Linked DNA regions of Sus scrofa: region 1 is linked to region 2. The links are chromatin contacts, called in public HiChIP or PLAC-seq maps. All regions are on one chromosome and are shown on one strand. Each heading gives the region's core, a stretch centred on a gene start, on an enhancer-like site or on the middle of the called end of the contact. The rest is flanking DNA. Distances are from core to core; before and after follow the strand shown. Region 1 overlaps PARP8 (poly [ADP-ribose] polymerase 8). Region 2 holds the start of PARP8 (poly [ADP-ribose] polymerase 8).

Region 1 (5,650 bases), core at 657-3,156, 94 kb after region 2:
TTTATATTTGATTTTCAGCGGTTTGTGTGTACTTGAGAGTAATATTCTTTGCACTTATCTTGCCTAGGGTTATCAAAGCATCTTCAATCTATACATTTATGTCTTTCGCCCAAATTAGGAGATTTTCAGCTTTTTTTTTTTTTTGCATTAGTCCCTCTCTCTCTCTTCACCTTTTAAAATTCTAATTATGTAAAATACTTGCTTTTTTGCTAGTGTCCCACAGGATCCTGATGATCTGTTTTTGTTTGTTTCTTCTTCAGATTGGATTTTCTTCACATCCATAAGCATACTTATTAACTCTTTTAACATCATTGAGGGCTAATCCCAACACTAGGGTCAAATTTTCTCGTACATACACAGGTTCATGTTTCCTATTTGTTCATATGTCAAGTAATTTGGATGGCATACACTATGTGAGTGGTACTTTACAGAGACTCAATATTCTGTTATACTTCTTTAAAGAGAATAAATATTTTTTGTTCTTAACAGGCAGTTAATTTAGTTGAACTTGAACTAAATTTTGACTTTTCTGTGACAGGTGGCAGCTTCACTGATCCATCCAAAAAGCTAATATTGAATATGTGCTGTGTGTTATGCATATGTGTTTAGCATAGATAATTATGCTAAAAATACAAATAGACGTGAACCTTCACCGCAAGAGACTTGCAATCTAGTTTATAGAGATAGAAGAGCAAAGTATGACAAATTCCCATATGTCATATGAGATAAGTACATAGAAACAGTGCGTTTACTGGGAAAAAGAGTTTTTAAAAATGGTTTTCAAAACAATCCAGTCCTTCTGAGAACAGGTGGTAGTCTGGTGCAAGATTGGTAGATGAATAGCTCTTAGTTACATGTTTCATCATTTTGTTGATTCTTTGAAGAAAAGGACATGTTTCAAAAGCACAGAATATTGTGGGGAAGGAATATTAGAAATAAATGTTTAAATTTGTAAATGCTTGAATTCTTGAGTGTCATACTAAGCAGGAGGTATACTTCATTTTTGGTAATAAAATATGATTTGATTAAAATCTGAGCAAACAATGCAGCTGATCATAAATTACTGAATATTAAACATTGCTGAGGTCAAAAGACCTAGCCTAAAAAAAGGTATCACAAAAGATATTATTCCTTTGTCATATCTCTTAAAAATCTCTGTTTTCTATGTGAAATATCAGTTTTCTAATCTGTTTGTAATATCTGACTTATCTGTATAAAAAATGGGTAACATAGTGTTGGCTTTTATTATGGAAAAGCATATCTGCCTTAGCAATAACTTTAGCCTTTCTTTTCTCTCTTTTCTCCCTATTTTAACAGTGTATCCTATTCTGTACATGTGTCTGAAGATTACCCAGGTATGTTTTTCTTCTTTTTATTTTTGTTACAAATATTCACATTGTGGTTCCTTTGAATATTTTTTCCTCTGGACATGTAAAATGTGTATAAATATTTCTAGTGGTGAAGCATTGGCAGGGGAAGGAGGCCTTAAAGATATAAAAGAATTGTGTTGATTGCCCTGAGGTGCATGCCTTATCCTGAGATGCAGCCTAGAATCAGAATAGCTTTCCCAGGAAAAGTACTTTCCTTGAGCCCATATTATACCTTCAGCCTAGCCTATATATTTACCTTATTACAGTTAAAATAGATTCTCCAGACTGGCTTAGTTGTTGATTTTTGGAACATCCTTTGGCTTTTCATAACCTAAAAATAATAGGTAAGAGTAGAAGCTAAAACAATAGCTAAAAGTAATGGCAAGAATTGAAAATAACAGGCCTTTCTTAATTTCTCTAAGTGTATGTATAATTAAGCAATTTTCACAACAACCCTATGGGATTATTACCACACTATATTACCACCCTTACAGATGAATGGTGACACGGCTAATAAGAGGAAGAGCTAGGATTTGAATCCAGTAGTCCAGAGCTCAGGACCATATGGCTAGATTCTACTAGGCATCTTGCATGCACACAGCTGTCCTCACTGTTTGTTCTGAAATAGATTGCTAGGTCCACAAACGCTTATCCATAGAAATTACTGTGTACTGTACATTCACTACAGATCCAGTTTTCTTTAAATCAAGCCGGTGTCTGTCTTCTAGGGTATGGTCAGTCTTACTTTCTGGACTCACTTTAATCTCATCAGAGCCCAGGATGTGTGTGTATGCCAACATTTAGGTCCTCATAATTTGAAACAAGACAAGATGTGTTTCTCTTTGGTGTTTTTCTCACAAATGAAACCTATAATTTTATCTTGAATAAGAGCATATACACTGTAAACTTAGTGGAGATCCAATATGACTTGATTAGTTTACATCCACAGAAGAGAGCATCATGCAAGGATCTATTGTTTATCGTATTCTGTGACAAAGATTAGCAAATTGTAACTGCTATATTTCATATATATATAGTTTTTTTACTACAGTATTATTAATGTAATCTGATAGTTATCAAGCTAACTGTTATGATCTGTCAGCGTCTTAGTTGGAATCATAATTCCAGTTCCTATTCAAGTCTAGCCATTTTATTCCCTTACTCTGCATGATTGGGCTCATAATTTTCTGTATAAAATAACTATATTGCTAAGTAACTTTGATTATATATACTATAAGTCTTTTAAAAACTAATTTGTTTATATAATGTGGGATGAGGATTTCTTTAGCATTTAAGCTAAATATTTCCTGTGGCAATACATTATGCATTTAACCTTTTTGTAAGATCAAATGTTATATTTTAAAATAATTTCATGTCATAAAGTCCCTTGCAGTTATTTTACCATGCTCTACATATTTTAAGCATAGTATTCTATAAAACTATTATACAGTTTTACAAGGAAAGTTATTATTAAAGCTATGCCTATCTTTTAAATAGTAGTATAAAAAATACTCTCACAGATTTCATTGGAAGAACCAAAACATGAAATAGTAATTATTAAAAATGTTTTTAGATGGTTTTGCAATCAGCCTTCTTCCTTATTATGCTATAGTATGTTTTTGATGCTGAATGTTTGCTTAAGTATGTTAGGAAAATAAGTGCCCCATTATTTATTGTAATTGTTATAATTATTGTGCTTCTCATCTGAGGCAGCTCATAGAGATGTCAGCCATGTGAGGTGCCAGACCTTTAAGTGAAGATGATAGAAATAATGCCACAAATCAAAGCTCAGTTGAAGGCAGTAAATGAATTATTCTGTAGCACAGGAAATATGGTAGAAGATGCCTTTAATAAAAACCAAGTGAACCAAATATTTAGCTCCCTCTTGTGGCCGAGAGGTATTACTCTGGTTTTTCTCACGTAGGGGAGCCCACTGGAATTACAGTACGCAGAGATTGAAATTAAAATAAAGTATTGGTTATCATTGGTACTTTTTAAAATTGAATTCCCCTTCCTGGAACAAAGTTTTAGTGAACTTACACTATAATTTATTTTATAGAAAGAAAAGGAGTAGAAATAAAACGCAAAGATGCAGAGAGAGATTAGAGCATTTTGAGGTAGTATTTTAAATTGGTTGATGCAACCAGTATGCTGATACCAGGTATTTTCATATACACATTGAATTGGTTCTAAATACCAGTTGTTGTATAGACAGAACAAGTGCTATTATGATGTTTTATACTTGAAGAAATGTGCTGAGAGAAGTTAAATACTTCCCAAGGTGGTAACCTAGTCTATGTATAATTCACTTCTAATTCCTGTCACTTCTGAGGAAGAAATACTAATATTTTTATGAATACTAATATTTTTATTTTTAGAAATACTAATACTTTTATTTGAAGTAAATACTGCTGTGATAATATTTCCCCCATTATTAAATTTTAATCCTTAGTTATTTGTACTAGGAGTTCAGTTAAAACACTTGATTTCTAACATAGATAATATTAGATAAAAATTATATGCTTGCTCTTCCTTTCCAGTATTCACACCTGTATTTTTTCCTCCTCTTGCACTGACTAGAACTTCCAGAATGATTTTTAATAATAGATATGAAATTGGAATCTTTGTCTCTCTTCGCAAAATTAGTGAGCATGCTTCCAAAGTTGCTTTGAGAAAAGCAAGTGTCATTCCTTTTCTCATTTACCGAGCTTTTTTTTTTTTTTTTTTTTTTTTGAAGAATGAGTATTATATACATATTGAATTGTTTGGCATCTTTGATTTTTCTTCCAAAACGTTTGCCTGTTTCAAAAACTATTTCAAACAAATAGCTCTCTTTTATGCTGCTTTTAATTTCTAAAAGCAGTAATCTTGATAACACCTTTATAAATTTATTCTGCTTATGCTCTTCAGGCTTTTTTTTTTCCTACTTTTTCCGGATTGTATGGTTCAATGATTATCTTATCTAAGTTTGAAAATACGGAATTTTCTTTGCCTTATGAAAATATATCAGCATAATCCTCCAAATTCAGGATCATATCACCTTGTTTATTTCCTTAGGAACAGATCTGGCATTTTATAACTTTAATCTATTGTTACCTGTCCTATCTATTGTAACTCATCTCGTAGTTTATTTTTGTGAAAATGAAATTTTAGAGGGTCTTTGAGTTTTCGGTATACATAATGACATAAATGAAATTCTAAAGATGTATTGGCTCTTCAAAATAAATGAAGAAATAGATGAATCTTCTGGTTTACCTGTACTTCTTCATGGATTTTATACAGTAGACAGTTTTTTGTTTTTTAAAGGTAAGTATATTACAAATCACAGACAACTGGCTCAGCTGTGACAGACCAGCCGAATTCTTTCTCATCAGTTCTCACCTTTAATTAAGAGGATCACCTACTGGTGGGTGTAAATTCTCTCAACCTTTTTATATGTTTTACAAGATATTGCAATTGTTGAGTGACAGTCTTTTGATATTAAAAAATAGCAAAGCATTGATTTTTTTTAATTTAGACAGTAGACTGTGTAATTAATTACTTAAGTAATTTGGACAAATTAACATCTTTGAGCCTTGGTTTCTTCAGCTTTGAAATAGGGATCATAATTGGCTTGGAGGTCGACATGTCTGTCATATGTGAGGGAAGTATGCAGATTATATTATAAAATCAGTATAATTATTATTTAGTTATTTCTCTTAAGTTATATAGTAAAGAATAATGGAATGACAGCTTAAATTATGTTGCATTTGAAATCGAATAAAAGCAATAGTTTAAGCATGCACTTTCATAGCTCTCCACTCATGTCTCCCCTGTCCGTGGAAGTTCCAGCAGTGCTGCATAGGCTGGTAGGGAAGGGAAGAGAAAATATTCATACTGTTAACAGCCTTTAACAGAAATCTGTAAAACATATACATTAAAGAACCTGTCACCAGAAACTTCAAGAAAAAAATAAATTGACAGCTTTAGAGTCAAGTGAGAGACTTCCAGTGAAGGCATTTCAGTTTTAAAGCCTTCTATTCTGTCATTGACTCATTACCCTAAATGCATTCTTTACCCTTTTTGTGTCCCACTTTCCTACATCTAAACAAAGTTGATATATTATTGCAGATGTCAGAAGAGTTTGAGGAAAATATAGACATAATTAGTTAACAACAAAAGAAAACAGAGTTAGTTCATACTGGAGTGCTCCCCAAAGATCATCAGCAAATCTTTTTTATATTGTATATGTAAATTTATAATATATATAATATACATGTATATATATTGTAACTAAGCAG
Region 2 (5,341 bases), core at 2,619-5,118:
AAGGCCTGACCTCACTGATAATCAGGGAAATAAAACTAAAAACAAGGTGAATATTTTTCATCCATCCAGTTAGAACAAGATTGAAAGATTGATAGTACCTATTGTTGGAAATGTTTCAGAGAATTAAGTATTCTCAGAAACAGTTGATGGAGTATAAATAAGATAACTTGGAGAGCAATTTGCTTGTCCCTATCAAATTTTTAAATTGCCAGTTGCCTTGATTCAATCAATCCACTTCTAACAATCCTCCCCAAAGAAACTGCTGAAACTTTGCATAAAAATGTGCATTTACTGCAAATTGTTTTAATCACAAAACATTTTGAAAAGCCCATCATGACTGCAGAGGCATGGCTAAAATCTATGATGGTGCATTCATTCAATAAATTTCCCTGCAATAGCTAAAAGAAATGAGCTAGATCTCTTCGCACTGACCGAGAAAGTTCTCCAAGACCGTGGAAAAATCAAGTTGCAAAACAATGTGTATTATGTGATTCCTTTAAATTAAAATGTATATATATACACACCAATGAATTTTTGTGTGTGGATATATGGACGCAAGAATGGAATGATTCTTGTAGAACTGTTAATACCAGTTACCCTTTGGAATAAGGGGTATGATGGATGGGAATTTTCACATTTTATTCTCTGTACTAACACATGTTAAATGGTTTGCATGAGAATGTATTTATGCAGTATTTATGCACTTTAAAAAATAAACAGGAGTTCCCATCGTGACTCAGCGGCTAATGAACCTGGCTGGTATCCGTGAGGATGCAGGTTCGATCCCTGGACTTGCTCAGTGGGTTAAGGATCTGGCGTTGCCCGAGCTGTGGTGTAGGCCGGCAGCTGTAGCTCTGATTTGGCTCCTAGCCTGGGTCTTCCATTTCCACAGGTATGGCCCTAAAAAGACAAAAGACAAATAAGTAAATAAATAATTTTTAAAAATAAAAAACAAAGGAGAAGTATTTAAAACAAAGTAGAATTAATATGATCGAGTGCAAGCTGAGAAGGATGAGTTTGTATGGGACAATGAGCTTCTAATCTAAATAGGGTGGAGGATGTGTCTATGGTAGAAATAGGAATTAAGGTTTAATGAGGGACAAATGGGACTAAATTAAAGCGAACCTTGGAACTAGAAAGAGCAATTCAGGTTTCACGCTATAGCTTTGGTAGTAGCTAAGTTCAGTAAGATTGCTAGAAAGGGCTGTAAACCTTTAATACTACCCTTGTGCTGCCCCATCTGACCTCAGATTACAGGTGTGGTAAAGATCAAATTCAGACAAACTTCACATCAAATCACCTAAAATTCTCCATTGTCAAGGCTTTGGTTTGCTCCTACTTTGCTTGCTAGACCAAACAGATGAGGTCAAGATAGCAGGATTAGTTTCTCTCAAAGCAAAATTACTAGCTGCTTTATGGAGAAAGAATTGCCCAAAGTCACTTGTTTCAGAAGAGGCCAGTTGGGCCTAGCAGAGATTTTGAATTTTATGGATTTCTCTCCATTACAGAGCAACTGCAAGAAGAATTTATATAAATCTAATAATTGAAAAGAATTTTGAGATTGCTTTCCTTCCAGGGACTTCCAATTTCTTTCAAAATCCTTCTTCCTCATAAAGGCCCTTGGTGACCCCTTCCCATGGCAACCCCTCAGACTCACTCTCTCCCTTTTCACTTTGATTCTACCCCAAAGGCAAATTATCAGAGCACTGCTTCCATGGCTGGCTGTCCCGAGTCTGCTGGGTATTCCCATGGGCATTTGCTACTGATGATACCCCTGTGCATTTGTGAAAAGGGGCTGTTCTCTTTGCTAATCCTGCTCCCACCCTCTTTTCTTAATTCCTATGGAAGAGCAGAGTGCAGGCTTTTACTTAAGACTTTACTGAGGGCTGGAATTCATTTGGGAAAGGAAGTTCAGTGTAGGAAAGGGAAATATAACTGCCACTAGAAGAGGCTATTTTGAGAGCCCATAGGCTCCAGGCCTCCTTCAGAATCCATTATAGGGCTTCTTGTTGGCTTAACCCTGGCCTGCTGCCATTAACAGGGCCAGTTTACTCAGCAGTGAGACTTCTGAACATTTATTTTCCTTAAAGTTCAGTTCAACAGCTGAAAGTTTGGAGAGAGGAAAAGGTTCATTGCCATCTAGGTCCCACCTTAGACAGCGAACTAATCCCTTCGTGCCTCAGTCTCCTCTTTTGTAAAATTGAAAGAATAATAGTAACAGCTTCCCTATAGGATTCTTGTGAATTAAATGAGTTAATATGTGGAAAGCGCTTAGAGCAGTATCAGGCTGTGCTAATACATTCTGGGTAAATGCAACTGATTAATAACCATGTCACACCATTGAACTTAATGCCACATTTCCATTACCTTGCATTCTGCAGTTGAATCTATTAGCATAGGTGAGGAACATATATTTTTTTCTAATAAATTCTATCTGTTAGCTTTGGTTCATTTTTCTAAACCAGTGGGACTGTTTTAGCTAGATTCTATCTTCCAACACATAATAATTATTTCCAATTCCTATGGCATACCACAGAAGTTCTCTCTCCTCACGGATAATGATTTATATTTTTTTAACAAAATGATTAAGGGCTTACTAAGCACTATGTTCCTGAGTCTATATGAGTATGTGTGTTCGTGTAAACACAAGTGTTTAAGGCAGGGATATAACCTCATCTCAAGGGTGCAAATAGTTTTTCATAAGACCACGAATAATCTAAATGTTTAAATAAGAGTCTTGAAATGAGACAGGGTAAATGGGATACTGGCTGTGAGCAGAATTTAAAGAATCTTACCATAAAGATCTAGCATGGGAACACTGATGCTTTGATAGTTTGTTTTCTCTAATAGAGAAACTTAATAGAAATGCATACTAGATAGAAGGGTTAGTTTTTATTTTTTTATCTAATCCCTTAAAACTTAAAAACATTTAAATATATCATACCTTAAGGGCATGAACAGAGTGAGGTTAGCTTTGTTTAACAAATACAGGGCAGTCTGTGAAGCTTGAAAAAAAATCAAATGTAGGACATTACAAGAAGGCCTATTTTATGAGTGAGTAGTAAACCAAGAGGTGATCCAAAACCAAACAAAGCAACAAAAAATTGGTAGCTTTAAGACTATTTTAAATTTATTTGTAGTAAGAGCACTACTTTGGGAATGCACTCCTGGGAGACAGACAACTAGAAAATAAATTCTTGTGAGTTAACAGATTTTAAGTTTTTAGACAAGTTAGAGCACAGAATGGAAGGAGGAAGTACACACGATTTTCAGTGTTCTGGAGAAGAGAAGAAAGTGCCTTTGGTAGCCAAGGGGCATAGACAAAGCCACATTCCCCAGGAAGGACTTGAACCTGTCCTGCCCTGGTCAGGAAGCATTTCAGGTGTGTGACTGTGCCTCTCCTACATCAAAGACTGCAGTGGTCCAGGTGACATAGAGGAATGTTTCCTCTTACAATTCACAACTAACATGGTGTGTTCTAGGCTGTATGACAAATCATTTGGTGTTTTCTTTCTGTAAGATAACTTTCTTTTTGCAAGAGTTGGGAGCATATGATCTCTCATTACTTTTGTCTCTCTAGAGTCTTTAAGAATCCTTCAAGGACCACAGTTGTTCCTACTTCTACTAAACAACACATTGTCACTGTCAGCATCAGCACTGTACCAATTAAGGGTCTGAGACAGTTTGACAACTCTTGGGTACTTGTACTGATAAAGAAGGGGTTTGAAGCTAAACTATCCATAAAGAAAAAAGGCTGCAAGGCAGGACCATTCACATATTCAGCCAACACCTCAGCCTGCCTCCTACATTCCAGACACTGCACCAGGCACTGGGGATGCAGAACCAAGTGAGTGAGACATGGTGTGCTCAGGGAGGCCATCCCAGGGGAGAAAAGATCAACAAGCAAAGTGCTGGTGGAGGCCTGTCCTAGGGCATATGGCAGTATAGAGACAGAACAGCTACATCAGCCCAAGGTGTCCCTAGGCAGAACAGAAAGTGAGGGTCAGGGCAGTATCTCATTTCTAAATAAGACAACAAGATTGTAGAAGCTTTCCGGTGACTGACTGGCCAAACAAACAAAAAACCCACCCAAAACCACGGATTTTTAAAGCAAGCCAAAGAGATATCCATCCTTCAGGGAGACCCTGGCACGTACCAGTTGATTCTACCAATTTTTCATGGACGGAAATACGGAGGAGGGAAGAACTGGTGAGTCTCTGCAAGTAGAAGTCCCCCAAAAGGGGCTGTGTTTCCTAAAGGACGCTCCGAAGGGGCTGAGCTAATTCCATCAGGGAGAAAAAGACTCTGGCAGTCAGGGCACGGGAGAGTGTACGTCTGGAGTCATTTCAAGGCTTTTTCCATCTTGCCTGATGTGGCAACAAGGAAGGATTTGTTCGTTTTATTTATTTATTTTCCATTTTAAACGATATTTCTTTTCCCTTTTCCCCGCTCCCAGCCACTCGGGTTTGGGTTTTCCATGTGACTCATAATCCCTTCCGAAAGTGGAGTCGAATTCATAAAAGTGCTGGAAGGAGAGGGGGCAGGCTGGGAGCCCCGGGGAGTCTTCACTACCGACGTTCCCACTCGCCCCCGGCGCGAGCGGCGGTCGTGCTGGGGAATCCAGCCTGCGCCCGGATGGCGGATACTATTAAAGCCCCCGCGGCCGGGACTGGGTGACCGGGCGGCGGGCGCGGCGGGCGCGGGAGGGTCTGCGGCGGGCGGCGCTGCAGCAGCCTCGGCACAGCCGCCGCCGCCCGCGGGCGCGAGTGTGCGCGGGTGTGGAAGGCCGGCGTGAGGGCCGCGAGGGGTGTGTGCGCGTGAGGCGGAGCGGGGCTCGCCCCTCGCCGGCGCCCGCCGCCCCGCCGGTGATCGCTCTCCGGCCGACTCCGGCACCCTCGGCCCCCCACGGCCGTTGGTCCGGGCGGGGGAGGGAGAAAGTGAGACTCCGTGTCATCACCATCCATTGTCAGGAGGGGAGGAAATTGGAATCCAGCAGCGGCAAGCAGCAGCTGGGCGGTCACATCTGGGCATGCAAAGCCGACCTCCCCCTCCTCCTCCTCCTCCTCCACCTCCACCACCTCCTCCTCCTCTCTCACCCAGGATCACTTCCGAAACCACTTCGCCTTCAGCCCCTGCCTCGGCCAGAGGTTTCATTTTTAACTGAATATTTACGAAAGCTGGAAGCGTGCGAGGGGGGTGGAGTGGGGTGGAAATAGCGGCTGCTTCTTTTCCAGGGATTTATTTAATGGGGATGTGTTCAAGGCAAGAGCGAATTCAGAAGGATATCGACGTCGTGATCCAGAAGTCCAGAGCCGAGAAGGACTGTCTGTTTGCAGGTGAG

The links. HiChIP or PLAC-seq counts read pairs in DNA pulled down with a chosen protein or histone mark.
Region 1: an H3K27ac HiChIP or PLAC-seq map of alveolar macrophages shows a contact between it and region 2. The contact joins the enhancer-like site here to the promoter of PARP8 in region 2. A contact is called at or near these places in 1 of 5 promoter capture datasets (liver), 4 of 47 Hi-C or Micro-C datasets (blood, embryonic fibroblasts, fibroblasts and 1 more) and 1 of 2 datasets of contacts at active chromatin or transcription factors (alveolar macrophages).

Annotation. Positions count from the first base shown.
Region 1 is chr16:30,396,630-30,402,279 of Sscrofa11.1, forward strand. It overlaps PARP8 (poly [ADP-ribose] polymerase 8), which reads left to right. Exons shown (of 27, transcript XM_021076746.1): 4 at 1,318-1,355. Among named protein-coding and RNA genes, the nearest start is that of PARP8, 95 kb to the left of the region's middle. Within about 2 kb of position 1,907, at least 4 of the 83 cell types and tissues checked have an H3K27ac peak or open chromatin away from gene starts, as enhancers often do. A contact at or near this core is called in alveolar macrophages, where this site is marked.
Region 2 is chr16:30,300,932-30,306,272 of Sscrofa11.1, forward strand. It overlaps PARP8 (poly [ADP-ribose] polymerase 8), which reads left to right and starts at 3,869. Exons shown (of 27, transcript XM_021076746.1): 1 at 3,869-4,209; 2 at 5,235-5,336. The coding sequence starts at 4,179.